Linked DNA regions of Mus musculus: all the other regions are linked to region 4. The links are chromatin contacts, called in public HiChIP or PLAC-seq and promoter capture Hi-C maps. All regions are on one chromosome and are shown on one strand. Each heading gives the region's core, a stretch centred on a gene start, on an enhancer-like site or on the middle of the called end of the contact. The rest is flanking DNA. Distances are from core to core; before and after follow the strand shown. Region 1 overlaps Slc25a13 (solute carrier family 25 (mitochondrial carrier, adenine nucleotide translocator), member 13). Region 2 holds the start of Asns (asparagine synthetase). Region 3 has its middle 4.8 kb from the start of Gm20619. Region 4 holds the start of Sdhaf3 (succinate dehydrogenase complex assembly factor 3). Region 5 holds the start of 1700019G24Rik (RIKEN cDNA 1700019G24 gene). Region 6 overlaps Slc25a13 (solute carrier family 25 (mitochondrial carrier, adenine nucleotide translocator), member 13). Region 7 overlaps Dync1i1 (dynein cytoplasmic 1 intermediate chain 1).

The links. Promoter capture Hi-C pulls out the DNA fragments that hold promoters and counts their contacts. HiChIP or PLAC-seq counts read pairs in DNA pulled down with a chosen protein or histone mark.
Region 1: a promoter capture Hi-C map of hippocampal neurons shows a contact between it and region 4, with 3 times the contacts expected there. The contact joins the enhancer-like site here to the promoter of Sdhaf3 in region 4. A contact is called at or near these places in 5 of 39 promoter capture datasets (the 3T3-L1 cell line, embryonic stem cells, hippocampal neurons and 1 more), 1 of 115 datasets of contacts at active chromatin or transcription factors (astrocytes) and 1 of 9 other capture datasets (macrophages).
Region 2: a contact with region 4 is called in a promoter capture Hi-C map of embryonic stem cells, with 2.8 times the contacts expected there. The contact joins the promoter of Asns here to the promoter of Sdhaf3 in region 4. A contact is called at or near these places in 11 of 39 promoter capture datasets (the C10 cell line, cranial neural crest, embryonic stem cells and 7 more), 12 of 115 datasets of contacts at active chromatin or transcription factors (the 230-238 cell line, cardiomyocytes, embryonic stem cells and 5 more) and 3 of 9 other capture datasets (adipose tissue, liver and pancreatic islet).
Region 3: a promoter capture Hi-C map of liver shows a contact between it and region 4, with 2.3 times the contacts expected there. The contact joins the enhancer-like site here to the promoter of Sdhaf3 in region 4. A contact is called at or near these places in 3 of 39 promoter capture datasets (the 3T3-L1 cell line, 3T3-L1-derived adipocytes and liver) and 1 of 9 other capture datasets (adipose tissue).
Region 5: a contact with region 4 is called in a promoter capture Hi-C map of embryonic stem cells, with 4 times the contacts expected there. The contact joins the promoter of 1700019G24Rik here to the promoter of Sdhaf3 in region 4. A contact is called at or near these places in 5 of 39 promoter capture datasets (the C10 cell line, the SN4741 cell line, cranial neural crest and 2 more) and 1 of 115 datasets of contacts at active chromatin or transcription factors (craniofacial prominence).
Region 6: an H3K27ac HiChIP or PLAC-seq map of embryonic fibroblasts shows a contact between it and region 4, with 6 times the contacts expected there. The contact joins the enhancer-like site here to the promoter of Sdhaf3 in region 4. A contact is called at or near these places in 3 of 39 promoter capture datasets (the 3T3-L1 cell line, the C10 cell line and embryonic stem cells), 3 of 115 datasets of contacts at active chromatin or transcription factors (astrocytes, embryonic fibroblasts and embryonic stem cells) and 2 of 9 other capture datasets (adipose tissue and macrophages).
Region 7: a contact with region 4 is called in a promoter capture Hi-C map of the C10 cell line, with 6 times the contacts expected there. The contact joins the enhancer-like site here to the promoter of Sdhaf3 in region 4. A contact is called at or near these places in 8 of 39 promoter capture datasets (the C10 cell line, the SN4741 cell line, cranial neural crest and 5 more), 4 of 115 datasets of contacts at active chromatin or transcription factors (forebrain, large pre-B cells, neural tube and 1 more) and 3 of 9 other capture datasets (adipose tissue, embryonic stem cells and macrophages).

Annotation. Positions count from the first base shown.
Region 1 is chr6:6,192,794-6,196,610 of GRCm38.p6, reverse strand. The region is part of intron 1 of Slc25a13 (solute carrier family 25 (mitochondrial carrier, adenine nucleotide translocator), member 13); the gene reads left to right. Among named protein-coding and RNA genes, the nearest start is that of Slc25a13, 22 kb to the left of the region's middle. Within about 2 kb of position 2,475, at least 14 of the 459 cell types and tissues checked have an H3K27ac peak or open chromatin away from gene starts, as enhancers often do. A contact at or near this core is called in hippocampal neurons, where this site is marked.
Region 2 is chr6:7,691,862-7,695,661 of GRCm38.p6, reverse strand. It overlaps Asns (asparagine synthetase), which reads left to right and starts at 2,453. Exons shown (of 12, transcript NM_012055.4): 1 at 2,453-2,553.
Region 3 is chr6:6,242,022-6,245,681 of GRCm38.p6, reverse strand. No RefSeq gene overlaps it. Among named protein-coding and RNA genes, the nearest start is that of Gm20619, 4.8 kb to the left of the region's middle. Within about 2 kb of position 1,666, at least 7 of the 459 cell types and tissues checked have an H3K27ac peak or open chromatin away from gene starts, as enhancers often do. A contact at or near this core is called in liver, where this site is marked.
Region 4 is chr6:6,953,990-6,958,069 of GRCm38.p6, reverse strand. Sdhaf3 (succinate dehydrogenase complex assembly factor 3) reads right to left here and starts at 2,052. Exons shown (of 2, transcript NM_001077713.1): 1 at 1,870-2,052. The coding sequence starts at 2,043.
Region 5 is chr6:5,976,021-5,979,767 of GRCm38.p6, reverse strand. 1700019G24Rik (RIKEN cDNA 1700019G24 gene) reads left to right here and starts at 2,375. Exons shown (of 3, transcript NR_040255.1): 1 at 2,375-2,476. The region is part of intron 14 of Dync1i1 (dynein cytoplasmic 1 intermediate chain 1); the gene reads right to left.
Region 6 is chr6:6,112,114-6,116,238 of GRCm38.p6, reverse strand. Slc25a13 (solute carrier family 25 (mitochondrial carrier, adenine nucleotide translocator), member 13) reads left to right here. Exons shown (of 18, transcript NM_001177572.1): 7 at 1,131-1,269; 8 at 1,921-2,014; 9 at 2,217-2,301. Among named protein-coding and RNA genes, the nearest start is that of Slc25a13, 100 kb to the left of the region's middle. Within about 2 kb of position 2,733, at least 31 of the 459 cell types and tissues checked have an H3K27ac peak or open chromatin away from gene starts, as enhancers often do. A contact at or near this core is called in astrocytes and embryonic fibroblasts, where this site is marked.
Region 7 is chr6:6,017,398-6,021,572 of GRCm38.p6, reverse strand. The region is part of intron 16 of Dync1i1 (dynein cytoplasmic 1 intermediate chain 1); the gene reads right to left. Among named protein-coding and RNA genes, the nearest start is that of 1700019G24Rik, 42 kb to the right of the region's middle. Within about 2 kb of position 1,527, at least 4 of the 459 cell types and tissues checked have an H3K27ac peak or open chromatin away from gene starts, as enhancers often do.

The sequences.
Region 1 (3,817 bases), core at 1,226-3,725, 760 kb after region 4:
TGACTTTCACACATACACATGGTGGCCTGCTTTTGATGAGTCACCTTTCCTGGTTTTTATATCAAAGATACACAGTCATTATATCAGGAAATTTTTGGGTAAGCAATCCCACCAGTGTTGTGAGCTCAGGGCTCACTCAGAATGCGGAAGTGAGTTAGAGAAGGGGGCCTGTGATGATGGTGATGCTGCAGCTGGCTTTCAGCGAGGGGCTCTGCCCAACGACCCATTGCAACCTTTTAAAGATATGCTGTATTTGTCATTTTATAGCTTTATGTTATACTTGTTACTTTTCTTATCACTATCATAAATTATGCAGTTAAAGCAGCTAAAGGGAGGGAGCACTTTCTGTCTCATGAAGATGAAAAATTTGGTTTTGTTTAAATTGATTGTAGCAGATAATAGCTCAATACACACACACACACACACACACAAGCACACAGAAGCACACACAGACACACCCTCAAAATCAGCATCCTAAGCCCACAAGGGAGGGAGCACTTGTGTTATTTCATGTTAAAAGGAATAGACTCCATGGTGGGAAAGCTGTGGCAGCAGGAGGGACTCTTGGCTGTGGAGGTAGAAGCTTGCCCTTGTCAAAAAACGAACCCTAGACAGGAGGCAGGGCCAGGCTATAACCTTCAGAGTCTTCCCTATGAGTGACCACTTCCTCCAACTAGACCTCTGCCCCCAAACAGCACCACCTCTACCCGGGCTCAAGTCTTCAAACACATGAGCCTACCAGAGGTATTTTGTATTCAAACTATAATGTATCCACTACAGAGATTCAGAACTCAGGTCTGAGGTAGCTCTTTTTGGTTTTGAGTGCTCCCTTCATTTTTTTCACAGATATTTTTATTACATGTATGTTTGTGCATCTGCATGTGGGGATATACATGTGAACGCACGTGCCCAGCTCACCTCAGTATTTTGAGAGCATGGACCTGAAGAGAGCCACCAGTGTAGACCTCACATCTTACTCATCAAGACTCTCTCTCTCTCTCTCTCTCTCTCTCTCTCTCAAAGATTAATTATTTTATGTAGATGAGTACACTGTAGCTGTCTTCAGACACACCAGAGGAGGACATCGGATTCCATTACAGATGGCTGTGAGCCACCATGTGGTTGCTGAGAATCAAACTCAGGACTTCTGGAAGAGCAGTCAGTGCTCTTAGCTGCTGAGCCATCTCTCCAGCCCCATCACCTAGACGCTTTAATTGTCAGTTGAGGAGTCCCTTAAGCTCTTTGTAGGGACTGGCATGGTCTGTGGAAGCCCCCAGGGAGATCCAGCTGGGTCTCACATTTTCAGAGCTTCCAGAGAGGAGTGACCCAATTTTATTTCTCCCGCCGCCTTTCCCTCCTAAGACAAGGTCTCCTCCGTCTCAAGATGGTCCCAAACACACTGGCTAAATGCCAAGAAGGCTCTGGAACTCCTGATCTTCCCGACTCTAGGTTCTAGGATCTTCCCTAGGGCTGGGATTTCCGTCCCCAGCTACGTTGGATTTCTTATTTGTCCCTACTGCCATCTGTCACACCTACCAACTATTTTGAGTGCACAAATGTGTGCTGCTGCAATTTGTGAAAGTAATGAGCCTGGTACTGTGGCTTAATTCCAGGGTAAGCAAGCTGACTGAAAAAAAAATTACTCGCATGCGTAGGAATCTTTCCCCTGCAGTTGGCAACTCTAACTCGTGTTAGAGTGAATTTATTTGTTCTAAAAGACACCTTTCTGGTTCTTCCTGTTATATTTTTATTCCCTTTATGAAAAAAGCCAGTTACTAAAGTTGGGTTATTATCTTACTGGTTTTTAGCTTCTTAACCTAGTTTGTGTATATTTCTCAGATGGCTGTTGATGACCGCCTCATATGGCTATAACTGGCATTTATCTTGTTAAAGTAAAATCCATATTTCATGATTCTCTAATTTTACCATTTAGTATCATGGACTTTAGGAATATACCTGAAATTTCCATTCTAAGTTAAATCAAATTAGATGTTCCCCAGTGTGTGGCGGTAACAGACATGCAGCCCCTTGCTTCATCTCCTCGTTAGTTTGGAATCAACTGCAACGTGTTACCTGACTGAGTACAAAACTCTCTATTGTGTTGACTTAAATACCAAGTGATATTTCATTAGTCACTTGCAAAGAATCTCTTCCTTCGTAGATTTGGAAATCAATTACTTCATTTATTGAAGCCATAGTGCATCTTTTGTTTTAAAGCTAGACTGTATTATACTCTGGTTTCTAAGTACAGATGATGAAGAATAAGAAAATAAGTAATTATTAAATGACCAGCACATGTACATATTTACATGTTATTATCTAAGATGCACACACCCATGTGTGTATGTACATCTGGAAACTACCTAAGGTTTGATGGAGCTCCTGTACCCAAGAATAAGCTCGGTCTAATAACGCCAGGCTCCTCGGCTGTAAAGCGCAAGCACTGAACAGCTGCTCTGTGTTGGCTTACAAAGCACAGCTCCGTTTCTTTGGCTCGCTTTCCTCAGCACGCATCTTCTTTCGTGTTGCTCTTGCCACCAGCTAGACTCTTATCTCAGTGCACCTTCAGGACATCGCAGCTCTCTCTCCAACTTTCTGCAGTCGTCACTGTGATTGTCCTTCCACTGCTGAGGACAACACGGGGCTGAGAATGGAAGCCAAAATGGAAATTCCGAATAGCTACCTATCATTTCCCGAGTAGGCAGTAGATAGATGGAGGACAGATGTTAGGAAGTTCTAGGAAGCCATCTTCTGGCTCCATCGTTCTCTGTGCCTAAGATGGGATATAGTATCAGTGGCTCTCAGTCTTAGGCAAATCCCCATGTGATTACTATCCCCTTACTCCTCCTGAAGCTTTGGGGCTGTTTGCAAGAGTAGTGTTATACGGGCTAGGAGAGCTAGGGGTGGACCGGTGTGTTAGGATGGCCTTGAGGCGTTGGGAGGGGCTTTGGTGAGTGTCTTTAAGAGCCTCAACTTCCCTTCCTCTCTCCTAGTTCTCCCTTCTGTTCAAGGACAGTCTTGATATTAAAACCCTCTTCCTTTTTACTGGTTGGGTGATTTGAGAATGGATCTTACTAGTAACCTGGCCTAGTCTCAAACTCTGGGTCTTTCTGCCTCAGTTTCTGCAGTTCTGGGATTTCAGGTACATACCATCTTGCTAGTCAAATTTCATATAGAGTGTTGATTTTCACTCTTGTGCCGTATATTTTCTGTAAGCCTGTAATGTGGGGGGAATGGGAGATTTGAGACGGAGAAAACTCAAATGCCAGGGGGAATCTAGCTTTTCTTCTGACTTAGGGAATGGAGGTACATGACTGGTTTTGAGCCTTGATTTTCCCTTCTGTAAAATGGGGAAAATAGTATGTGTTCTGACTTTCAGACTTGCTGTGAGGACCTGGCCATGTTTTGTAAACTGTGGGGTCCATTCTTGGTGGCATAAATTTGAAGCATTGCCCCCACCCCCCACCCCCAGATGGCCTTTTCCCTTTGTGCTCTTCCGTGCCTAGACCCTGTGAGGGAAGAGTTTGCTTTTTCTCTCAAAGATGTCCAGCTCTGACTAGGAGCATTGAATGACTTGTGTGCTTGGGGAGCAGGAGAAGGTGATGTGGTGGAAACTTGGGCCAAGGAGGGACATCCTAAATAGCCGTGTCTGGTATTGTTCATACAAATTGTGTAGCATACTGAACTAAGCAGGTGTGCGAATATGTATTCACACAGAGCAAGCATAGCTCATTCTGTAAAAAATCTCTTTACCTTTCAAAGAAAAAAACCCTAGGAACTTAAGGCTAACATATGTGTAGCCCCTCTTCCTATGCCT
Region 2 (3,800 bases), core at 1,204-3,703, 740 kb before region 4:
CAGGTGTGCATGCCAGTTTCTTCGAAGCCTCTTTCTACTTGGTTAGCCATGTGAGCTGCTTCATGGGATCGCTCTTGTCAGCATCCTAGAAGTGGACCACCTGGCCAGCTACGCAATTTGGTGTGTTGATCTATCTGCTTCAATCATCCATTGTTCTCATAACTGACAAAAAGAGAAGAATAATTGTGGGATGTAACATCAAAATGATGCACAGCAGATAGAAGAGGCTCTCACTAAAAGGCAGGGAGCATCATACAAATCTCTGCTCACAGGTCACCAGCTCTCTGAGCTCTACTCTGAACCATGCCCAGTTGTTTTCTGTTGCCTTTAACTCCTTAAAGCTCCAATTACTCTGGTTATGACTACTGACCATTCCTGTACATTAGTAACCATTTACATCAACCCCTATCCCCAATTTTCTCAGTGTTTTCTTGTTCCTCAATCCTCTCTAATAGACTAAGGCACCCTGCTTCTTTTATTTCAGACTAAATAAAAAAAGTTTGCTTATTCCTACTTACAGGAAACTATAGAGTTCCACAAAACAATTATCCGTACCACCTAGATTAATAGTTCAGCTTTTGTTTTATAAAGGTCAGACAAATTCTCGAGTGACAGAGCATTACAGCTAGAGTTGACTTCCTTGAATAGGGAAGTGTCCTTCTCACTGTATAGCTTGCCAACTGGCATAGATGAAACTGGATGAGAAGCAGGAACGACACACAGGAAGACGAGAAGTTCCATGTCCAACTGTGTTTCAGTGTCGAAGAAAAGGGCTTATAGATATCAGATCAAATGTCAGAAGAGGCAGAATCAAAGGCTCTATCTTTAGCTGCTGTGTCCTAGTAGCTTGCTAATGCAGAAGGCAATCAGGGTCTTCTGAGAAACTATTAGTGGCCTGCAGATCCCTGAGTTCCAGGAAAAGGGGTCTCCATTCTGTGTTCCTGACCTAGGTGAATTTCTGACCTAGGTAAGTCCACCTAGCTTGGGACTGCAACATTTTGAGTGAAGAAGGTGGGCAAGCTGATAAATTAACTCACTGTTGTTCCAAAGGGCTGGGTGGGGACGTCCTATGCTATTCTTCAAGAGCTAACCTTAGAAATGTAAATGGGTCAAAAACAAAACAATGTACCTTTGTTTCAAGATACTATTAAACTCAAAGAAGCCCTTTGCAGCCACAAAGAGTTTAAAGGTAACAAAGGCTAGCTATCCCTATGTGATTATATGCTTAAGATAAGTTAAAAAGTTAGAAGATGGGTTCACCCTCCAACAACTATTGAGAAGAAAAGATTTAATTTGTATTTAAAGGAGCTTAAAGGACTTTTTAAAAATTTGATATTCTCAAGGTCAAACAAGTGCAGTACATCCCTTGTGGAACAACAAGATCAGAGGCTTTCTAAGTGCTGCCTAAAATCTGATCTTAGTTTATTTCACAGCACAGTTTCATTGTTTCTCAATCTACTGGGTGCTGATGTTTAGTAACTATAAATTCATTAAAGAATGCAGTAAAATTGTGTATGTGTGTGTTTTAAATCATGGTGTATTTTCCCTATCCGAGGGAATACTAAGAGCATACTACCAATCTTTTAGTCAAGCTGAGGAAGGTCTTTTTTTTTTTTTTTTTTTTTGAGGTACTGAAAAAGAATCTTTATATATAGGTGTGCGTGTGTCCGTGCATGCATGTGTGTGTGTGTGTGTGTGTCCCTGTGTCCTCAAACTCCCTACTTAAGAGGATGACCTTGACTCTTGATCTTCCTGCTTCCATCTCCACAGTGCTGTGCAGGTTTGGACCGCTGCCTACAGCTCTCTGAAAGAGGATTGGTCCGCTGTCTACAGCTCTCTGGAAGAGGATTGGTCTGCTGTCTACAGCTCTCTGGAAGAGGATTTGTCCGTATGTTCAAGGTCCACTGATCTATTTGAACTTAATGTTATCAACTTGATGGAGACTTTGTGAAGAAGTTAACCTTGGCACAACAGTTTCTTAGGACAAACATTTCTTTTTATTGTACAATGAATTTGTAGGCACTATTGGTTCAAGAGTGCTTTTAATCTCTGCAGGGAGATTACCTGGGGTTCTTCTTAGCTGCTCAGTAGTAGTAGTTATTTGTGTGTGTGTGTGTCTGTGTGTGGTGTCCTTCTAGGTATTCCTATGTTACTTATGTATCCACATCTATATATCAGACACTCTGTTAGGAAGTACTGAAGACTACAATTAAGGAGTAGGAGATCTATTGCTGATGGGACACTGGACCTGGCGGCCCGACCTCTGGGCTTATCCTGCCTGCAGTGTCACAGCACCTTAAGGAACAGAAGCAGAACACCTCCTGGCTCTCGGCCCCAGGATGCACGTTTGCCTTGGCCTCCGCCCCGCCTGGCGTCGCTCGTCAGCACTGCGGGCCACGCCCCTGCGCACGGGTTGGGTCCCAGCCACATGATGAAACTTCCCGCACGCGTTACAGAAGCCCGGCGACTCTAAGGTGGGAAGCGGCCTCCAACCGGTCTTGTCACTGCGCTGCCTCTGCTCCACCTTCTCTGGCCCTGGCCGCTAGTGCTCAGGTAAGCGGGAGCCGGGTGCTCAGCGCGGAGCGCTCTGCTCGCCTGGGAGGCCGGAGGATGTGCTGTCCGCGCGGGCACATGTCCCGGGAGTTCGGATGCGGAGCGCTCGGGTCCGGCGCCAGACCGATGCTGCGGTGCAGCGCGAGGCAGGGCGGGGCGGGCGCGGGGCGATTGTTGCGCACCTAGGACGGAGCTGCCAGGAAAGCTTTCATGTGAGCGAAGTGCAGCGCGGAGGCAGGGCCGCTCCAGACAGAAGGCGAAGGTGGCCTTCATTTAGACACCATAAATATTTTTTTTTACTGTATGACGTCTAGATCTGGGAAATTTCAGCCATCCGAAGGTTTTGCCTGGGACTAGGTGGACGCTTGCACAAGACCAGCTGTAATTGGGAGCCCCAGGCTAGTGTAGGGGTCTCGCTCTCCAGCAGGACAGAGGCTCTACCAAGCTCTAGAGCGAGTGTCTCTGGGTCTGTCTGGATCCGGATTTCTGAGCACTCACTCACCTCGCTGCTCAGGCCCTTCCTCCACTCCAGTTCCATACTCGCAGCCACGCCGGGAAAAATCTGTTTAAGGAGACAGGCAACCAAGTACGGGAAAAGGCAAAGGAATTGGCGTGCTTTTTTTTTTTTTTTTTTTTTTTTCTTAATTATGGATAGCTATTTCACAGGTCTAGTTTCAGATAAGATAACTTTTAAAATACACGGGCGAGTTTGATTTTTCGTTGCCTGTGGCCTACGGGTTTTAACAGCTAACTCTTCGTTGATTGATGTCAGTACTATAATATTCATTTGAAGTAAGACTTGCACAAGGCCACGGGTTGATTATTGAGGTCTTAAGGTGATCCAGTGGAGTTTAGAACTATCAGTTCAGTGTACGAAAGCGGCGCTGTCCAGCGGGGAGCCTGTGCTCTTTCATAGACTGACCCCTAGAAATGCTGGCTAGTCTGAACTGAGATGTGGTAAGAGTGTAATGTGTCGATTTCGATGATTATGAAAACCGAACGCTTGATGTTTTGATGTTTGATTGCAGCCTCTAACCACTAAAGTATCCCTCCAGCCCGGTTTTAATAATTTAGGAAAAGTAGTGTAAATATAATTAATTTTGATTATATTGTATTGGTTGTCGTATTTAGGGTGTGTCATGTTAAGGTATGTTTAAAATTAGTTTTAATGTTTTCTCTTGTCTTCTTAATGAGCTTTATTAGTATATTAAAATTTCACATATGGCTCACTGGCCAGTACTGCTGCA
Region 3 (3,660 bases), core at 417-2,916, 710 kb after region 4:
AGGTGAATGTCAATCAAGGCTCCAGTAGCTTTTCTCCTTTATAGTCAGAGACCTCAGGCCATGGGAAGTTGCTTACCCACATTTAGCACAGACCTTTTTCACTCTGTTAAGCCTTCCGGGTAAAATCTTTCATAGTCAGTACAGAGGTGATTTTTCCATGGTGATACATCACCCCCAAAAGTAACCATTACATTGTACAAGACTAGATCAATAAGAACAAAAGCTCAGCGGTCAACCCCAGGAATCTCTCTCCTACCTCTGTATATGAGATGATGAGGATATTCTATGAGAGTCTCCTGGGGACAAGTGAAGAACATGGCTCAAGACAGAAGACATGTCCTGTTGGTGGTAAGTCCAATGTCGCTAAGGGCAGTTGTGCAGAAGGCCAATTATTTCTAAGCAGTGTTTGTTCCGGATTACAGCTATCCATAACAGCCAGGCCAGATAATAAGTGTTTTAGAGGACAAAGGATAATGAGCTAAGGATGGTTACAAACATGGGGTTCCCTGAGCACCGACCGGCACCACTGCTTTCTGGCTATGTTACACAGAAACAGATTTCCAGAATTAGCCAAGTCACTCCTAGCTTCCCTATCTGAGAGATGGAAATAGTATGAGTATTCTTACTCTATTGCTATGTGGTATGATGGAAATAAAGTCTTTACTCTAACCCTAACCCTAACCATGTAACACTAACCCTAACATTAACCCTAACCCTCTAACCCTCTAACCCTCTAACCCTAACCATAACCATAACCATAACCATAACCCTCTAACCCTAACCCTAAACCCCTAACCCTAACCCTCTAACCCTAACCCTCTAACCCTAACCCTAACACTCTAATCCTAACCCTAACTCTCTAATCCTAACCCTAAAACTAACCCTCTAACCCTAACCCCCTAACCCTAACCCCCTAACCCTAACCCCCTAACCCTAACCCTCTAACCCTAACCCTAACCCTCTAACCCTAACTCTCTAACCCTAACCCCCTAACCCTAACCCCCTAACCCTAACCCCCTAACCCTAACCCTCTAACCCTAACCCTCTAACCCTAACCCTAACCCTCTAACCCTAACCCTAACACTCTAATCCTAACCCTAACTCTCTAATCCTAACCCTAAACCTAACCCTCTAACCCAATAACCCTAACCCCCTAACCCTAACCCTCTAACCCTAACCCTCTAACCCTAACCCTAACACTCTAATCCTAACCCTAACTCTCTAATCCTGAACCCTAACCCTCTAACCCTCTAACCCAAACCCTAACCTTAACACCCTAACCCTAACCTTCTAACCCTAACCCAACATTAATGCTCTTTTTTTGACTAAATGGAATAGTTTTTAAGGTCAGTCTAATGGGTATATAAAGGCAGTCTCAAAGGAATCCTGAATTCTATGAAATTAGTCCTTAATAAATCAGTTTCTTAGTTTTCCTTTTTTTAGTGTGTGTGTGTGTGTGTGTGTGTGAGAGAGAGAGAGAGAGAGAGAGAGAGAGAGAGAGATGGATGTGCATGAAGGTTCACATGTGTTACAGAGGACAGAGGTTGGCTTCAGTTTTCTACCTCCATTGCTCTCTTCCTTATTTTGTGAGAAACAGTCAATCCCACTGAAGCTGGCGCCTATTGATCAGGTAGGCTTGTTTGCAATAAGCTCCAAAGGTCTTCCTCTCTCTACACTCTCAGAGTTTTGGGGTTACAGATGTGTGCCACTGCATTTAGACTGTATGTGGGTGCTAGAGCTCTAACCTCTGGACTTTAGTCTTATACATCAGACACCCTTCCTGGGTCTCCTTTCCTTCTTTTTACTCAGTTGATAATTTAAAACTTAGTGTCTTGCTATATAATCAGGCTGTCCTGGTATTGTGGCCTGACCTCAAATTCACAATCCTCCTCCCTCTTGTGGGCAGGTGCAACTGTAGCTGTATTTCTTGCTAAACTGTCTTCTTGCTAAACTCTTAACTCAGTTTCTCCAACAATAATAACAAAAAATAATATTTTAAAATAACTGGCTTATACTCTCTGAAGTCTTAATGTCCAGAAAGGTTTAGGTCGGCAGGATGCTGGCAGCAGTGCGTGCCTTTAGACCTAGCACTCAGGAGTCAGAGGCAGGCAGATCTCTGAGTAAGAAGCCAGCCTGGTCTACAGAGTGAGTTCCAGAATAGCCAGGGATACAAAGAGAAACCCTGTCTCAAACAAAACAAAACAAAACAAAACAAAACAAAAAAAAAACAAAAACAAAAAACAAAAACAAAAACAAAAACAAAAAACCCCAAATGAACAAGAAACCAAGAAGGAAAAGCTTAGGAAGGTTCTATGTCACACCATAGTAAGAGCCAGTCATAGTGCTGATCCAGCACTTCAAATGTCAAAATGAGAGGAGGTCTGGCCCCTGGCAGTGTGTGTTCAGCTAGAACAGCACAGGGAGACCTAGAAGAGAGAGAGAGAGAGAGACAGAGAGAGAGAGAAAGAGAAAGAGAGAGAGAGGAATGGGGAGAAAGAGAAAGAAGAACTAATACAATATGTGATCCTTGGCAGATCCTGTGTGGTTGAGTAAGAAATTTTATAAGGCCATAAAAGTGCCAATCAACAAATTTAACCCATATATTACAGAATATATAGTTAATAAGTCAAATATTCAGAATTAGATAATGGGTACATAAATATAAGCAAATACCCTTGATTTACAAGGAAAAAAACATATATAGGAGAAAGAAGAAGAGAATGAAATTAAAATATTAGAAGTCACTTAATATTGATAACTGGTATAGAAGAATATTTCGGTCTTATTTTTTGTGATACGTTTGAAATATTTTCAGAGTAAAACATATCCTTCTTAATCCCGCTAAGTATGCTGTCAACATTGTGTTTCTTTCTCAGGTCTGCTTTGGGACAATTTATGTTCATGTACATTTTATATATTCTCTTATACATGGTAGATTCCACAATGAAAACTTCAACAAAAATAATAAAATAAGAATTCTACATGACAGCATTTGTATACAAATGAGTTGCTATAATTATGAAGCTGCCAATGTTAGATTTGTGTACTTCATTAGTTAAATACACACACACACACACCATGACAATGACAGTGACAACAATGGTGAAAGAATGTGTTATATTGATGATTTAAATGTAAGAGACATAATCACAAGTCAACAGAAACAGATGGCCTCTAAATACTCGAAATGCATTGACACGAGCCAAGAGAAGCACATTTTTTACATAACTGCAACAAGGATGAAGGAGCCCAGGGACAAATGGTGACCTCGTACCCAGGTCTCAGAAACACTGCTTAAGGCTGAGCTCTGCACAGCTAGTATGTCATTCCACAGCTAAAGGACAGAAGGCACTGCACCCTGGGTTTACATACCCTGGGAACAACTTAGATCTCCAAGCTCAGTATCACAGAACATCTTGTTCTAGGGGAATGAGAACACTGCCTGGCTGTCCCTGCATTTCCTCTTCAGTTTCGAATGTTGCATTCTCTGTACACTGAGCACTAGGGATACAAGCGAGAAGAGCTCATTCAGCCCGGATCATCTGCCGACCTAGCTTCCTGCATTCTACAACCTCCAGGAATGCCACAATCCCCCTGACTTCTCACTTCAATCTGTAAGATCCAGTGTGGACTTCCGGAAGTGAAAGATGATAATGGTGT
Region 4 (4,080 bases), core at 803-3,302:
TTTCTACATTTTGATAAATGTTCTGGTTATATATTAACAAAGGGGGAAGCAGAGTATTGAATGTATGTGAACTCTAAATTGTCTTTGCAACTCTACTGTAAGTCTAAAGCTATTTTAAAATATTTTTTAAAAAAGTGATATTGCTGTCACTAAGCCTCCTGTGATCATCAACACATTTCCCAGTTTTCTCGTATCCTTTCCTTCAGCTTTTTATAAACTTATTCTAAGTTCTATCCTTTCCTACATTTTCCTTAAACTTTCTAGTCCTTAGACTTTAGGACTTTCAAACTAGAAGTCTTTCTTCTCAGCACAGATAAAGTCTTCCTGTCTGGCTTCAAACTTACTTAATAGACATGACTTTACAAACACTTATTATAGCTTTGATATGATTAACAATATAAATAGTACTTTTTAAATATACTAGCATTATCCATTGCAGATCTCTGAGTTGCAGGCCAGCCTGGTCCACAGATTGAGTTCCAGGACAGCCAAGAACACAGGAAAACACTGACTCAAACAAACTGAATAAAATAAAGTAATAAATACACTAACATTGAGATGCCTGTTGTAAATACCGTTATTTTACAGACCGAAAGACTAGAAAAATTAACTGATGTAATGTTTAGTAAATGCTGAGGTCTGAATTTAAATCTAGTTTTCTGATTTCAATACCAACTACATATTTAAAGAAAGTGTTTTGCATTTAAAAATATTAAACCTCCCCAGCTCCTGGCAACCAAATTATATCTAATAAACCAAGACTTTTAAGAAAGTTATACATTTCATTATTATAAAGTTCTCTCTTCAATAATTCTACAATCAAGAATTATAGAATTCAATGAAAATGCTTTTCCCTAGCCTAATCTTTATGTTGTTTTAAAGGTAAATATCACTTCAGCCACTATCAGCATGAAAAATCTTTTTTACTTTACCAGAGCAGTTTCTTTAAAATACCTAGATGCACTCTAGAAATGCCCAACTCCTTTCACCTCCTGATATTTTCAAGATGGGAGGAGATCCTGCAAGACTCTTCAGCATCATGCAATACTCTTTCTCCCCCTTCATTCTTAAGAGAAAAAAAAAAAAAAAAAAGGTATTAGGGTCGTGGAGATGGCTCACTGAGAAAGGTGTCTGCTGCCAAGCTGTGCAGCCCGCGGTTTGATCCCCAGGAGCCATGTGGTGGAAGGAGAGACCATTCCCTTGGGTTAGCCTCTGACCTCCAGCACACACACACACACACACACACACCCGTATACACACAAATAAATAAATATGTACCTAAAATAAATAATAAGAAAGAAAAGAGAAAAGTCAAACACTGAATCCAAACGCGTGCCCCCGCCAGCATTACCCCTTTAACAAATTGCAATCCTTAGGTCTTTTCTAGGTTATATAATTTATCTGTCAAGTGGAAAGCTTACTAAGGCCCTACAATTACAAATTAACAAATGATCGAAATGATCTAATTCTGGCAGCTAAGTAATGACATCATGTTAATTACACGGCTGTCACCTAAACAGCCTAAAGGCAACGCAAAGGACAAACGCCGACGAACTTTTGGAGCACTAAACAGTCAGGAGTGCAGTAACGTCTGAGACACGCCACCCTTCTCTCTCCAGCACCTGGCACCCTCAGCACTCTCAGAAAGTTCTTCTGAATGCGGGGGAAACTGCTCAAGCACAGAGCCTGTGCGGGAAGCTGGGGGATTCGCGACGGAGCTTGAAAGAAGTGCTGTTTGACCACTTTAGTCTGTCTATTCCAGACGCCCTGTTTGGCCGTGCACGGACCCTGGGAAGCAGCTAGGAAGGTGGGGTCTGAACTGAAAACCCAAGGTCCGGGACGAGGGGGCGGGGAGGGGGCGTCACTTGCCTCCCATTCCTTCAAGAATCGCTGGGCCTCGCCAGGACCAACAGTCTTATGTCTCCTAAATTCGTCCTTCACGTACTGGTCACCCAGGGCTTTGAGGTCCGGGGGCAGAGCCCGATGTAGCAGCAAGATTCGCCTATATAAAGCCCGGACTCTCGAGACATGCTTCCCCGGCATCGCGCCGCGCCTGCGCAGAAGGTGGGCGTAGCTCCGCCCCCGCTAGGAAGTCGCCTATGGGTGAACCCCAAAGCGGGCGGAAGAGAGCGCGCGACCTTCATCCGGTTTGGTCCGTCATAGAATCTTGTCCTTCCGGAAACCCGGATTTGGGGCGGGCGGACAGAAACGCTCTGCCAAAGGCGCGGCTGTTGAGGAGTAGTTGTAATTTCTTGAGTTTCCTAGAGAGGTGCTGCTGTGTAAGACAAAAAGTCTTGTGTGAGCGACTTGTTACCTTCAGAGTTAACTCATCTTCTCCATTTGCTAGTTTCTTCTTATTAAATATTTGAGAAAGACTTCATCGAACTGAAGTCTTCTCCAGAAAGCCTTGCGTGGTTAATCCAAAGTGTTATGGCTTCTGAAATAGTGTGGCATTCGCCGGTCCCTCGCAACAGCCCTCGTCCTTTGCAGTGCTGTACTTGGAGTTTATGCAGTAGGCATAGCTTCTTCCAGGTAGTTATCACAAGTGAGCCCTGAAGGGCAGACTTTGTTGGTCTAGGTCAAGTGCACTATGAAAGAATCTTGGGAGTTATTTTATGTGTATTTTTTTTCCAAGACCAAGATTCTGAGAATTTTTATTAAACAATGTGAGATGAAAATGTGAGACCCTGACTTAGAGCGTTTCTCCCTGGAAGATAAAGCCCCTGGATGTTTCCCAAGCTTGTTTTCCCTGATCTTTAAAAAATACAGCTAGAAAGAAGCTCTTTGTTCTCTATAGCCAGCAAAAAGCCTTTTTGTTTCTATACTGTACAACCAGAGATGCCTGCCTTCCTGTGCCAAGGACACAGAGATAAAAATTCAGAAAGAACTCACTCCCCACTCCTGCCTTGTAAATTTCACCAAGGACACCCGGAAGAGAAGAACTCTTCCCAAGTCCTCCCAACTCTCCTCCCAACTCCTCCCAAGTCTCCTCCCAACTCCTCCTAACTCCTCAGCTAGCTGTTAAAAGCTCCCTACTGTCACCGGGTCGAACTCCCCTGCCCTGCACCAGCAAAGGGACTTCATCCTCAGCTAGCTGATAATAAAACCTCTTGCAGTTTGCATCAGGTATGGTTTTCTCTCAGGACGTTGGGGTGTTGGCCAGCTCACCTGGGGACTTGCAGAGGCCCAGCATCGGGGGTCTTACAAAAACAAGAAATCTAGATGTTCACAAGTCCAAACTTGTGTAGAGGTGGGGAAAAAAAAAGTAACTATTTCAAAAGCTGATAGCTTCTTGTCCTTATTCTTTCGTTCCAATTAAATTTTAATCCTTCAGCAAATCCTAATAGCTCCACCACCAAAATCATGCAGGAATCAAACATTATTTCCATCACACCCTGTACCATAATTATCTCTTTCTACTGGATAGCTACCGTATCTGTGTTCTTGCCTCTGGCCATGTTGAACTTCAGTTATGATCTACCCAGGCTGTAATTAGATAACATCGTTCCTCTGCTTAACAAATCCTCAGTAGCACTCTGTTATTGAACAACTCAAAGTCTCTCTACCTCTAGAATTTAAATGTTCTATTTATTCACTCCCTAGTAAGTCAGTTCCACTCACACTGGCCTCCATCTTTGAACTCCTTCACTTCCAACCGGAAACCTTGTTTGGAGCACTTCCGGGGGCTGGTAGGAGGCATCACTTGCCAGAACCAGTGTGTCGGCTCACTGTCGTGTGACCTTTCCCAACAGCCTTGTTTGAAACTAACATAACCAAGCCAAACCTCCCATGGTGCTCCTGCTTTTGTTGTTTTTTCTTTTTTGTCTTCATAATACTCAGCAGGCCGTACTTTGCTTAGTTACTGATTCTAGCTTCTGACAAGAATACTTAGGGGAAGGCGTTTTTCAGGAGGAGGGAGTGTTTCCCACCGGTCTGGCTGTGCTCTAGACATGTAATAACCACATTACTGTTGCATTGGTGCAGAGCGTTTATTAGTGGTGTTGAGCACATCAGGATTTGCATGTTGGTAAAACACAAGAGGGCAAGAATGTGTGCAGTTGTCTCACAAACATAGGATTT
Region 5 (3,747 bases), core at 1,126-3,625, 980 kb after region 4:
TGTTCCAACTGGTAATAAGGACACATACTCCACTATGCTAATAGCATCCTTATTTATAATAGCCAGAAGCTGGAAAGAACCCAGATGTCCCTCAACAGAGGAATGGATACAGAGAATGTGGTACATTTACACAATGGAATACTACTCAGCTATTAAAAAGAATGAATTTATGAAATTCCTAGGCAAATGGATGGACCTGGAGGGCATCATCCTGAGCGAGGTAACCCAATCACAAAGGAACTCACACAATATGTACTCACTGATAAGTGGATACTAGCCCAAAACTTAGTATACCTAAGATATAAGATACAATTTGCCAAATGCATGAAACTCTAGAAGAATGAAGACCAAAGTGTAGACACTTTGCCCCTTCTTAGAATTGGGAACAAAACACCCATGGAAGGAGTTACAGAGACAAAGTTTGGAGCTTCGACAAAAGGATGGACCATCTAGATACTGCCTTATCTAGGGATCCACCCCATAATCAGCTTCCAAACGCTGACACCACTGCATACACTAGCAAGATTTTGCTGAAAGGACCCAGATATAGCTCTCTCTTGTGAGACTAGGCAGGGGCCTAGCAAACACATAAGTGGATGCTCACAGTCAGCTATTGGATGGATCACAGGGCCCCCAATGGAGGAGCTAGAGAAAGTATCCAAGGAGCTAAAGAGATCTGCAACCCTGTAGGTGCAACAACATTATGAACTAACCAGTACCCAGGAGCTCTTGACTCTAGCTACATATGTATCAAAAGATGGCCTAGTCGGCCATCACTGGAAAGAGAGGCCCATCCGACACACAAACTTTATATGCCCCAGTACAGGGGAACGCCAGGGCCAAAAAAAATGAGAATGGGTGGGTAGGGAAGTGGGGGGGGAGGGTATGGGGGACTTTTGGGATAGCATTGGAAATGTCATTGAGGAAAATACGTAATAAAAAAAACAATGAATTCATGAAAATTGTAGCAAATGGATGGAACTAGAGAATAATCATCCTGAGTGAGGTAACCCAATCACAAAAGAACACACATGATATGCACTCACTAAGAATACCCAAGATACAATTTGCAAAACACAAGAAAATCAAGAAGGAAGACAACATGTGGATACTTCCTTCATTCTTAGAATGGGGAACAAAATACCCATGGAAGGACTTACAGAGACAAAATTTGGAGCTGAGACCGAAGGAAGGATCATTCAGAGATCCATTCATAAACAACCACCAAACCCAGACACTATTGCATATGCTAGCAAGATTTTGCTAACAGGACCCTGATATAGCTGTCTCTTGTGATGCTATGCCAGTGCCTGGCAAATACAGAAGTGGATGCTCAGAGTCAGCTATTGAATAGAACAGAGGGCTCCCAATGAAGGACCTAGAGAAAGTACCGAAGGAGTCAAAGGGATCTGCAACCCTATAGGAGGAACAACAATATGAACTAACCAGTACCCCGGAGCTCGTGTCTCTAGTTGCATATGTAGCAGAGGATGGCCTAGTGGGCCATCAATGGGAGGAGAGGCCCTTGGTCTTGCGAAGATTATATGCCCCAGTACAGGGGAATGCGGGGGCCAGGAAGCAGGAGTGGGTGGGTAGGGGAGCAGTGGGGGGAGGGGGGAGAGTATAGGTGACTTTCAGGATAGCATTTGAAATGTAAATGAAGAAAGTACCTAATAAATTTTTTTGAAAAAAAAAAAAAAGAAAGAAACGTTTACCACAAGGTTGATATGGGCTACCCAATGCAAATTAACTGGTTTTGTATCACAAAAATTCTTATAATTAAATTGTAATTAATTACCCCCATCATCTAATAAACTGAAAATCTGTATCAAGCACAGCTATCTCTCCAGCGTCATTTCCCTACTGGACCCCGACTTTCTAGCCTTTTGGATAAAAATGTCTGCTACTGTGTTTGTTGACTCAGCTGCCTGGAATGCAGCCTGGCCCTCTGTTTATGAGGAAAACCACTCCAACAAAGTTTCTGCTTCCCAGTGAAGTCTTCCCTGACAGCGGTTTAGTGATGAAACTTGGTGTGGTCAGGGTTGGGGCTAAGGATGGATGTGTAATGTGTTTTAATCTTGACTCCCTTCAAGCTGTCCTCAAGCTGCAGAGTTCCGAGTTGGAACTTAAGCCCCGCCCCACTTCCTCCTTCTTTGTAGGTCCGCACAGGATTTTTTTTTTTTTTTTTTTTGTAGAAATTTCTATTAGTATGCATCTGTCAAAATCTGTTCTCACAATTTGCTGTTTTCCAGATGTTTCCAACGTGCCCCCATCCCCATCACTGTGGATCTCTCGTTCCATAGTAAATGCTCCCCACCCCCACCCCCACCCCCACCCCCACCCCGTGTCGTCTGTTTTCCAGTTGGTAGCTCTCTATACCTCAGTGGAATCCTAGACCAACGTTTCCTGTTTCGGCTAAAAGGCTGACCTTGCTCGGGCAGCAGCTGTTTGTTATCGTGTGTGCATTTTCCAAACAGTGAGTGAAAAGGCTTCTTTCTTGCTCCTTGGGACTGCTTCACCGTTCTTCCACTCCAGGGAAAAGCCGGGGTCACTGAAAACTTAACCACTGTCATCATGGTTTCTTTCTGCCCTGCTATAGTCAGATCTGGGATGATCTGACCCATTTCAAACCCACTGTGTCGCAGCACCTTTGCCTTCTTCTCTATATTCTTCCTATTTCGAGTGACCTCCACCTTCACTAGGTTTCCACTGTGGGCAACTGTATTCTTCATGATTTTTTAAAACCTCGTTTGGAGCTAGGCCAGTCATGAAATGCTACATCCACGCATCCTACTTCCCTATAGCAATTTCTTGCTATCATTTTCCCAGTTCCTTCCTTCCTACCCATTCTTTGATCCTCGATGGCTTTCCAGATGCTCGCTCCCTTTCCTCCTCCTGTCTGTTTTTATTTCCTGTTTTCATGAGCTTATAAAACCAAATGCCTCCTTTCTTCTATCTCCAGGTCCCACGTTCTAGTTTACTTCCATCACACTCTGGTAAAGCTCCAACCCAGAAACCTTTCCTTCCCTTCTTTATGTAGAAACTTCTACCGCTGACCTCCATTGGTAAAAATCTGCTTCAAAGATAGACACATGAAAATACTGTTCTGACCACAAACGGTCCACCACCGTGCCCAGAGCCATTTGTGTTTTGTTTACACAATTTGTTTTATATTCATGAATCTACACTAGCTGAAATCTGTTTCCTCTAGCGTTTCTACTTCCATTCACCAGAGACCTGAGTCTCCTACTTTGTTAAGAAAATAGTCATTATCAGTGTTTGCTCTCCTCCAGTCACTAAGCCTGCTGGATTGTGTTTGTCCCACCCAGTACTTCCTGTCCCTCTGTTATTATAGAACAGATGTCATTGCTCAAAGCTAAACTGAATTGCTCTGCCCGTGCTAGGGGTACTATTTATGCAAACATTTTAACTACCTTTCCCTCCAGCATACACTTATAGATTTTGTTTTCTTCCTTTACCCGTACTTCTGTAACATCAACATGGACAAGCATCTTACAGTTCTTAAACAGATACAAAAGCAACAACAGCAGCAGCAAAACCCAACCCCCACGGTGAATGTCTGACATCCCAGTCCTAGGGAGGCTCAGGCCTGTGCTTCAGCAGTTCAAGGCTTGTCTGTTATGGGGTGATTTTGAGGCCATCTTGGTCTACAAGAGACTCCATCTTAAAATTCAATAGTCAAAAGAAAGAAAGACAGACCCTGGGTGCCCCAGCTGCTTCTCACCT
Region 6 (4,125 bases), core at 1,484-3,983, 840 kb after region 4:
ACTCAGAGGTGTCATGAAGCATGCTCGGTAGTGGTTCCAGGCTTTGGCCACGGACAATCTAGACCACCAGGGAAGATCATTACAGATGGAATCCAGGTTTCCTGTAGGTCTCGCTTCACTACCGATGGGCAGCTACATCTCAGTATCTAAATGTTAAAGCTTCTAGCTGATTCCTGCGCTTTGGGAGCCACATCTCTGGAAACTCTCCCTTTGCTGGACTGTGAGTGCGTTCACAGCCATCTGGGTTCCCCACAGTGCTGACCTTTCAAGTCTCTCCGTTTCCTGGTGCTCCATTTCCAATACATGGCCCTTCCCATTCTGGCTCCATGTCAATCCCCTCCACCCCCCGCACCGCCCCTCCCAGGTGACCTCTCATGTCAGCTCTTTTGAATGATTACTAAGGGAAGATTTATGTGGCTGTTTTAAAAAAGCGCTTTCCTAATAAAAATATTTTGCCTTGTTAGGGACGGATAGAATTAGAAATCCCAAACTGAAGTTCCATTCACAGAGAAGAAAGATGTTTAAAAATTCTGATTATTAGAACTTCGATCAGTTTCGACCCCCATAGGCACATGGCATCTTCAAATATTACCAGAGCACACGTGTTCTTTTAGCTAGTCCACCAATGTAAAGTCTCGGGACTTAAGTGATTATTTATTGCTGGTTTAAGTATTAAGACAACTTTTGATATTAAGGATGCGTTAGCTGCTTCTCAGAGTATGTCTGCACCAACATAATGCAGTTTTGCATGCATGAACAAGTGGGTGCTATCATTTCTATGTTTAAGGCCTTAAGATTTGCTCATTAGATGAAATAAACCAACTTATAAAACATTTCCAACTGAAATTTGAACTCTGTAAATGACTACTGGTCCTGTTATAATCCTACACATGTATTTATTTAGTTTTCCAGGGCTTGTATAAGTCCTGGTCATGATTATCTGCAGTCACTTTTAAAATTCACTTCTAGCTTTTTTTTTTTTTCTAAAGTGAAAGAAAAATATTGTGATTTTTTTTTGTATATTCATTCCCCTTTAGTTCCAAAACAGTGATTAATATATGTACTTTTGTAACCTCTTGCCCTTTCTATCTTTTTTTTTTTCATCTCTCTCTTGTTTTCAACTTGGCAAGGCTGCTGGAGGCACTAGGTCCCATCAAGTTAGCTTCTCCTATTTTAATGGATTTAATTCGCTCCTTAACAACATGGAACTCATTAGGAAGATCTACAGTACTCTGGCTGGCAACAGGAAAGACGTGGAGGTGACTAAGGGTGAGTGAGCATAACAAAATGTTTGTTTCAAGTGTCTTAGGGAGCAGGGGACAGGGAGTGAAGAAGGCAGTCTGGAGTTTATAGTAGAATTTGCTATCCCATTCATACTGGTAAAATTGGTGATGTGTGTCCTCCAGACCTTGATCAGACAAACTAAAGCAAACAAAGCAATGTACACTCAGTTTTTGAAAAACAGAAAACAGCCTTTGAATGAAGTGAAGATATAGGATTTGTTGAATCTTTTTGTTTTTTACAAGAACTTAAGCTAAACGGTCAGTGGACCTCAAAAACACATGTGGGTCCCACAAACCTGTATTGATGATAGCATAATATGATCCATGAACTTGAAGAAGAAATTATCAGCATTTCAATAGGATTCACAAAAAAAAAAAAAAAAACCTAGAAAAATAACTTGGGTATCTGAAATGTCAGTGTAGTTTGAATCCCGTCCGGTGTCATTTGTTAGAGCATTCACATGGCTTTACTCCCAGTGGTGGTTGGAATGGAGTTCTGCATCCTTTGAACAAGTGGGAGAAAGAGCTGGGATGACTTCATGATAACTGTGGTGATGTGCACTCCTCCAGCGCTTTGGCTGAACACCGAATTTAGCGTCGATCTTTCTGAATCTCTCTCTCTCTCTTTTCCATACAGAGGAGTTCGCTTTGGCAGCCCAGAAGTTTGGTCAGGTTACACCCATGGAAGTTGACATCTTGTTTCAGTTAGCAGATTTATATGAGCCGAGGGGGTAAGTTGCTTTTTTTTTTTTTAAAGTTAGTTTAATAAAATAAGGTTAGGAGCTAGGTGTAGGGAGATTTCAGCAAGAAAGACAGAAACCAAATAATGAAGGCCCACACTGAAATATGGGAAGTGATAAAAGGAAAGTTCTAGAATTCCATAATGTAAATTTAAGAAATCTGGGACTTCATCATTGTTTGCTTTCCGTGCAGGCGCATGACCTTAGCAGACATTGAGCGGATCGCCCCTCTAGAGGAAGGAATGTTACCCTTCAACTTGGCCGAGGCCCAGAGGCAGGTGAGTGGTGGGAGTGACTTCTCTCCTGGTGCTTTCCAGAGATACCCAGGCCGCTAGCACGTCCATTGGATTCCCAGCATTGGTTTCTGACTTAACTGTTTTTCCAATTCTGGTCCCCAAATTCAGGCATTTTGAGGAGGCTGAAAGGGGAGTTGTTGAGCAACCTTCTGGTGAACAGATACGAGCATGTGTTTCTTAGAAAGACGGGGCTGTGGCCCCAACAATGGAAATCCCAACACTCCAAAAACAAGTAGTTCTTTTCTTCCTCACATCTGGTACTGAGGGATATGGGCATGAAGCACTTGCTCTTGTGACTGTCCCCAGCAGCATCTGGCATTGCTAAATGAACGATAACGTTGCACCTCAGTGGGGTACTGTCAGAGCGTTGTCTAACAGCCATGCCTTCCGTTTTTTTTCTGAGTATCGAAATGAGATAATTTTGTTTAGTCTGGAGTCATAGTTCAGAGGCTTTTAGACCTATTTTCTCTGTGAAAGGATTCATAAGCTATGTGGAAACAATGTTAGGAATGCTAGGTTTTATTTTATGGTTAACAGAAGCCCATGTCTCAAAGTTGTGGGAGTCAGAAACTTAAGACACAGGACCTCCTTGCTCTGTAGCTGGGCCTGAGAGAGCATGCCTTCATTGCATGGGCTATGCCTGCATGGTGCTTGTAAAATAAATCCATGAACAGACAGAATGTCTTTTTTTTTTTTTTCTTTTTTCTTTTTTAAGAAAAGGACTTCCTTTAAGGCAAAGCCATCTTCGAATCTTGTGAGACTTAACTGTTTTTGGCTTGGAGCTCTGGGTCTGAACAGCGACGCCAGTTTGACCACAATGGGTTGACGCTGGCTGCATTTTTAGGACTGTCAGGCCTGGAGCCAGGACCCCCACACACACCACCACCACCACTTTAGCTCCTTCCCACCCAAGGGCAGCAGCGAGTTGTGTGCGGCATGGAAATGGAAGGAGTGGGTGTGTGCTCGGTAAATCCTAACTAGGCACCTCTGGGAAACCAGCTGGCTGTGGTTAAAAGAGGAAGCCATTCCCCCTGGTGCAGGAGAACGAACTGTGTAATCCTGGGCAGAGGAGGAAGCAGCCTTGCTCTCTCCTCCCTTTGATTTCAGACACTGTGTCTGAGGTAATTATCTCTTCGTCTGCATGCCACCAGCTATTGTAGAAATTTGGGGATTAAGGAAAGTAGAGGGACTGTTTCAGATCTCCCCTGCTCTCCCCACTGGCAGCAGCACCTCTTCATTTCCCTGTGTGCCCTCTGCAGCTTTGAGGGGGCTTATAATGGGTGCTTGCTGGTACTGGCCTCGAAAGGGTTGGAGGAATTTGAAGAGATTTACAGTAGGAAGTGATTGGCCGGTGTTCAGAGGTTTAGAGCAATTTATGGCAAACCTACCTGAAATCTAGGGTGATTTTTTTTTTTAATACATGACCCCCACTGCACCTGGAAGATCAAGCAAGTCAGGTGCTCTACGCATGAGCATTTTGCATATCCTAGCACCCTACAGCCTGTGGGGAGCCATGCAGATGGACGCTTTTACCCTTCGTGTCATTTTAAGAACATATTTGTCCTTTCCAGGAAGAATTAGCAATAATGGCAGGTTCCTTCCTTTAACATCTTCAAAATACTCTCATTCATTATTTTGAGGCCAGAGCATCTTTAGTATGGCATGTTCTCATGCATGTAAATAAAATAGTGTGCTTTCTTTGAATGCATCTGTCACCATGAAGGTAGACTACAGGGGTGGAATTGGAGACAACGCATGGAATTTGTGGAAGAAATGTTTTCCCTTCTTAGACATGCATATTTCTCT
Region 7 (4,175 bases), core at 278-2,777, 940 kb after region 4:
TGTTGAACACATTGTAATAAAAATCAAGTGATTATTTATAATCGGGGTTAAACACACAGGTATCATTCATGTGCCTCTTTTTATAAGCACACAACTAACAGCTCTGAACAGTCCTCCGTCAAGTCTCCCTCATTTTTCAGTAAATTCTAAGGATTTATAGTCCCTAGCAGCTGATTTTAAATAGCTGCAGTAAAGACTGTTTCAAGGATCATTTCTATACTCCATTAAATAGTTGCAGTTCACTTCTAGCTATGAATCTTTTTGTGATAAAATATATCTCAGGCACCATTTACAAATGCATGGTTGGAAAACCTTGGATAATTAAGAGGTTGAAAAAAATATTCCATAATCTCAATTAGTTTCTCAGTTCCATTAATCATGGCCAAAAAACTAAGTGAGGTGGTCTCTAGGTTCAAGATAAATACTTTTGTGGATGTGTGGTTCATCAGTGTCTTTGTAATCTTTCAATTAAGTGGAGTCATTTAAAAAAAGTCTGTGGGGCTATAACATGAACCGCCGATAGTGAACAGACACGAGAACGATGTCATATTCAATATTAACACCAGCAGGAAAGTTTTCTGCTAAAAAGATATTGTACAAATGACCTTTTTATTTTAATGCACACTGTTTCTAGTGCCTTACAGAATGAGGGAAGCTTGTGTACATTCCCTCAGAATGACAGTTTAACTCCTCTAGACTCAAAAGGTTAAAACCAAACAAACCCACCCACAGATATTAATGGCACCCAAATCCAGGAGAGCAGAAACCCACTGGCATGCACACATGCATCTGTGTTCAGAGAAAGCCTGTTGTTTTGTTGTTGTTGTTGTTTGTTTGTTTTTTGTTTTGTCTTGTTTTTTTGTTTTGTTTTGTTTTTTGTTTTTTTGCTTTTTGACACACAGATGGGAGCAAAGTGGGATGTAGCAGGTTCTGAAACAGCCACGTTAGATCAGCCGGGCAGACCCGCTTCACATAAACGCAGCTTCACTGTGTTTAATTCTCAGAAAGGCAAGGTCTAGGTCCCTGTTAGCAACGGAGGAAACCACGGACCAGAATCCTGTGCCAGGACGCAGCTACACAGGCGAAGACACACTACAGCCTTCCACCACGAGGTAGACTGTGGCGGGACGACTTAGCCTTAGAAGAAGCTTCCGAGAAGTCAGGAAAGCCGGACGCATGCACATCTGCTCTGTAGCCTGCTATTACCAGCCAGTCAATAGGTTAAAATTACTAGGGAGGTCACCTGCTTTCTAACCTGGACCTGTTTGCCAAAGCCCTTTTTCCTCTATCTTTAAACGGGTGATGTTTCTCAAACCAACGTTATTTTTTTTTCCCACCTAATAAGGTAAGAAACGAAAATCAGACATAAAAGACAAAGTAAATAGTAACAGATACGGGTCTGGCAGTGGCAGTAAGCCAGTAACTATGGAAGGAAATAAGCAATTTAAACACTTGTCTTGAGAAATTAACAGTTACAATTATTCTTCATGCTAAAATTTATCCTGTAAGCAAGGGTACCAAAATCCAGAGGTGTTTTCCTGCAGAGAAAACCAAAACCAAACAACAGCTGAGAAAGAAAGACCTCATTCGGCAAGCCCTAGAGATGCCCTTGCTTGTGCACATATTGAAATCATATCAGCTGCCTGTCTCCTGAAATTGTTGGATGTTATTATTTTGTCTACTACTGGGAACAATCCATTTCTCAGCCCGAAAGATGCAGAAAGTGCTGGAAACAATGGCTGATGGACAATGATGGAGAATAAACTTCCTAAACTCCAATCACCTCCCTTTCCATAGTACAAAAGACACACAGAGAGAGGCAGGGCAAAAAGAAAGGGTTCCTAGACAAGCCTCTCCCCACATTAGCTGACTAACCATGCTGCTGCCTCTTCCCGCATGTTATTGACTATAGGTTTTCCAGTAAATTCCTAGCAACCACGGAATCTAAGCAGTTTTGACAAAAAGAAAGCTTATCGCTAAACACCTTAAAAACATTTACCAAGGTAATAAAAGAAATGTCATTTCCTCCTACGGAATGTTTGGGCATAAAAGAAGTATTTTTATAATGCAGTTCATGATTTATCATATCTATAGTGTCCCAAAAAAAAAAAAAAAAAAACCACAATGAAAAGGAAGCATTTTTCTAGCGGTTGACAAGTGTTTGAGTCAACTACTAGGTTTTCACTGCATTGGCCGCCAAGGCAATCTCTCTCTTCTAAAAGCGAGGGAGGGAGGAAGACCAGGTAATGACTGGAAGGACAAACAGTCTTTTCTAAAACTCCTTTTCTGTGCACATACAGTCACACTTCCTGTGGCTACCAGACTGTACTCGGTTTGGAGGCTGCATTCTGAACGCATTGTACAATTAAGCTTTTGCTTAACTCTCCCGTCACACTTCACGCCGGGACTCATTCATTCCTGTTATATGACAGACACTGTGTTGGGCACGCTGTGCCTGCCTTAACAGAGGAGGACGTTATCTCTGGGTGTGTTTCTACAGATTCGGTTCTCCAAAGGTTATACTACTTTGCTGTTATATTTGCTAGACAAGTCGACTCTTTATGATACTAGATACTAGAAGGTGTTCAATTACTATTCAAGAGAGCTTAGTGCCAAGGTCAATAAGAATAAAAGATTTAATCTAAATACTGGGAAATGACTACCTTGTCACCAGAAGACAGCCTAGGAGTGGGCTCCCGATCTGTTTGGCCTGCCTACTAGGAAAAGGGACAAGGTTTTTTCTACAATACCAGAAGACTGGCTATTACTTAAATGATACATAATTAATTTATTTCAAGTAAAAAAAATCCAAGGTAAAAGATGTTATGATAGCTGATATTCTAGGAAATACACGTTTAATTCTTTCTTGACAAGGGGATAATGGGTCATTTATTCTTCCTCATTTTCAAGTCCAACCTATGTGATATATATGCATTTATATATAAACACAGAAGCAGATATTTGATTTCATATTTTATTTTAGATATGCCAACACACATGGACACACACACACACCAAAAAACCAAACCAAACCAAAAAGTCTCAGGTTTTTTGCAGACCAAAGAGTCTCTCTTCCTGGCAGGGCAGACCTTTATACTGGGCTTTGCAGGATGTGATTTGACTTAACTGCTCTCATTGACACTTTTTTGAGACAAAATTTAACAGTTTTGGTGTCAGCGATGACACACGCCTTTAATCCCAGCATAGGGAAACAGAGGCAGGTGGATTTCTGTGAGTTTGCAGCCAGTCTGGTCTACAGAGCAAGATCCAGGACAGATGAGCTAAACAAGAAAACTTTACCTCAAGACGCCAAAAACAAATCAAAACAAAACAAAACACAAAACCAACCAACCAAAAAACAATCAACACAAAGCTTTACAATTATAAAACTCATACAATTTGTCAGTCATAAAACGTTTAACGTTTAACGTCTAATGACAATTGCTTCAGCATTCAAACAACCACCAAAGACAACTGAGAAATGGCAGACAGATCCTGAAGACGGAGAATGTCAAGCTGCCATCGGTTTCAGGAGGTATATATTCATAGGCCGTTGAAAAGCACTAGACACATTTTACCATGGTTTACATAAACTTAACATTAGGGCTTTCCACTTAGTCAACCACTCACAAAATATGAAAGTTGTAAGTACTTTGTATCAATTTTGGAAAAAAAATGCACTTGAAAAGATTTTAATACTGTAAACCCATTTTCATAAACCAAATGCTACCTCAATAAGCACACAATTTATATAGTAATTAATCTAATTATGATCACGGTCTTTTACACATATACTTATCAAATGGAAGCGGCTGCTACCATACTTACTATAAAATAAGTAATTTTATTGGAATTCATAGTGCCTTTTCCTTTCTTTTAAAAATTATGCACTTTGCACAGGAGAAATCAAGTTAACACTAAAATTATAATTATACATTATTTTACTCCAATCATTTTAAATGCATGTAACTTACTATGACTGAAAAGTGAGTTAATATACTAATTCAGATTGGCTGTTTTCCTACAATGATGTTTATTACTATCACCATTTCCCATACAAATATGATTTTGTGTACTTTGAGTTCAATGCCTGGCTCTCACCCTAAGAATGTGTGAGAAATCTAAAAAGCACAACCACAAATCCAGTGTTTGCGTTATCAAATGCATAGACACCA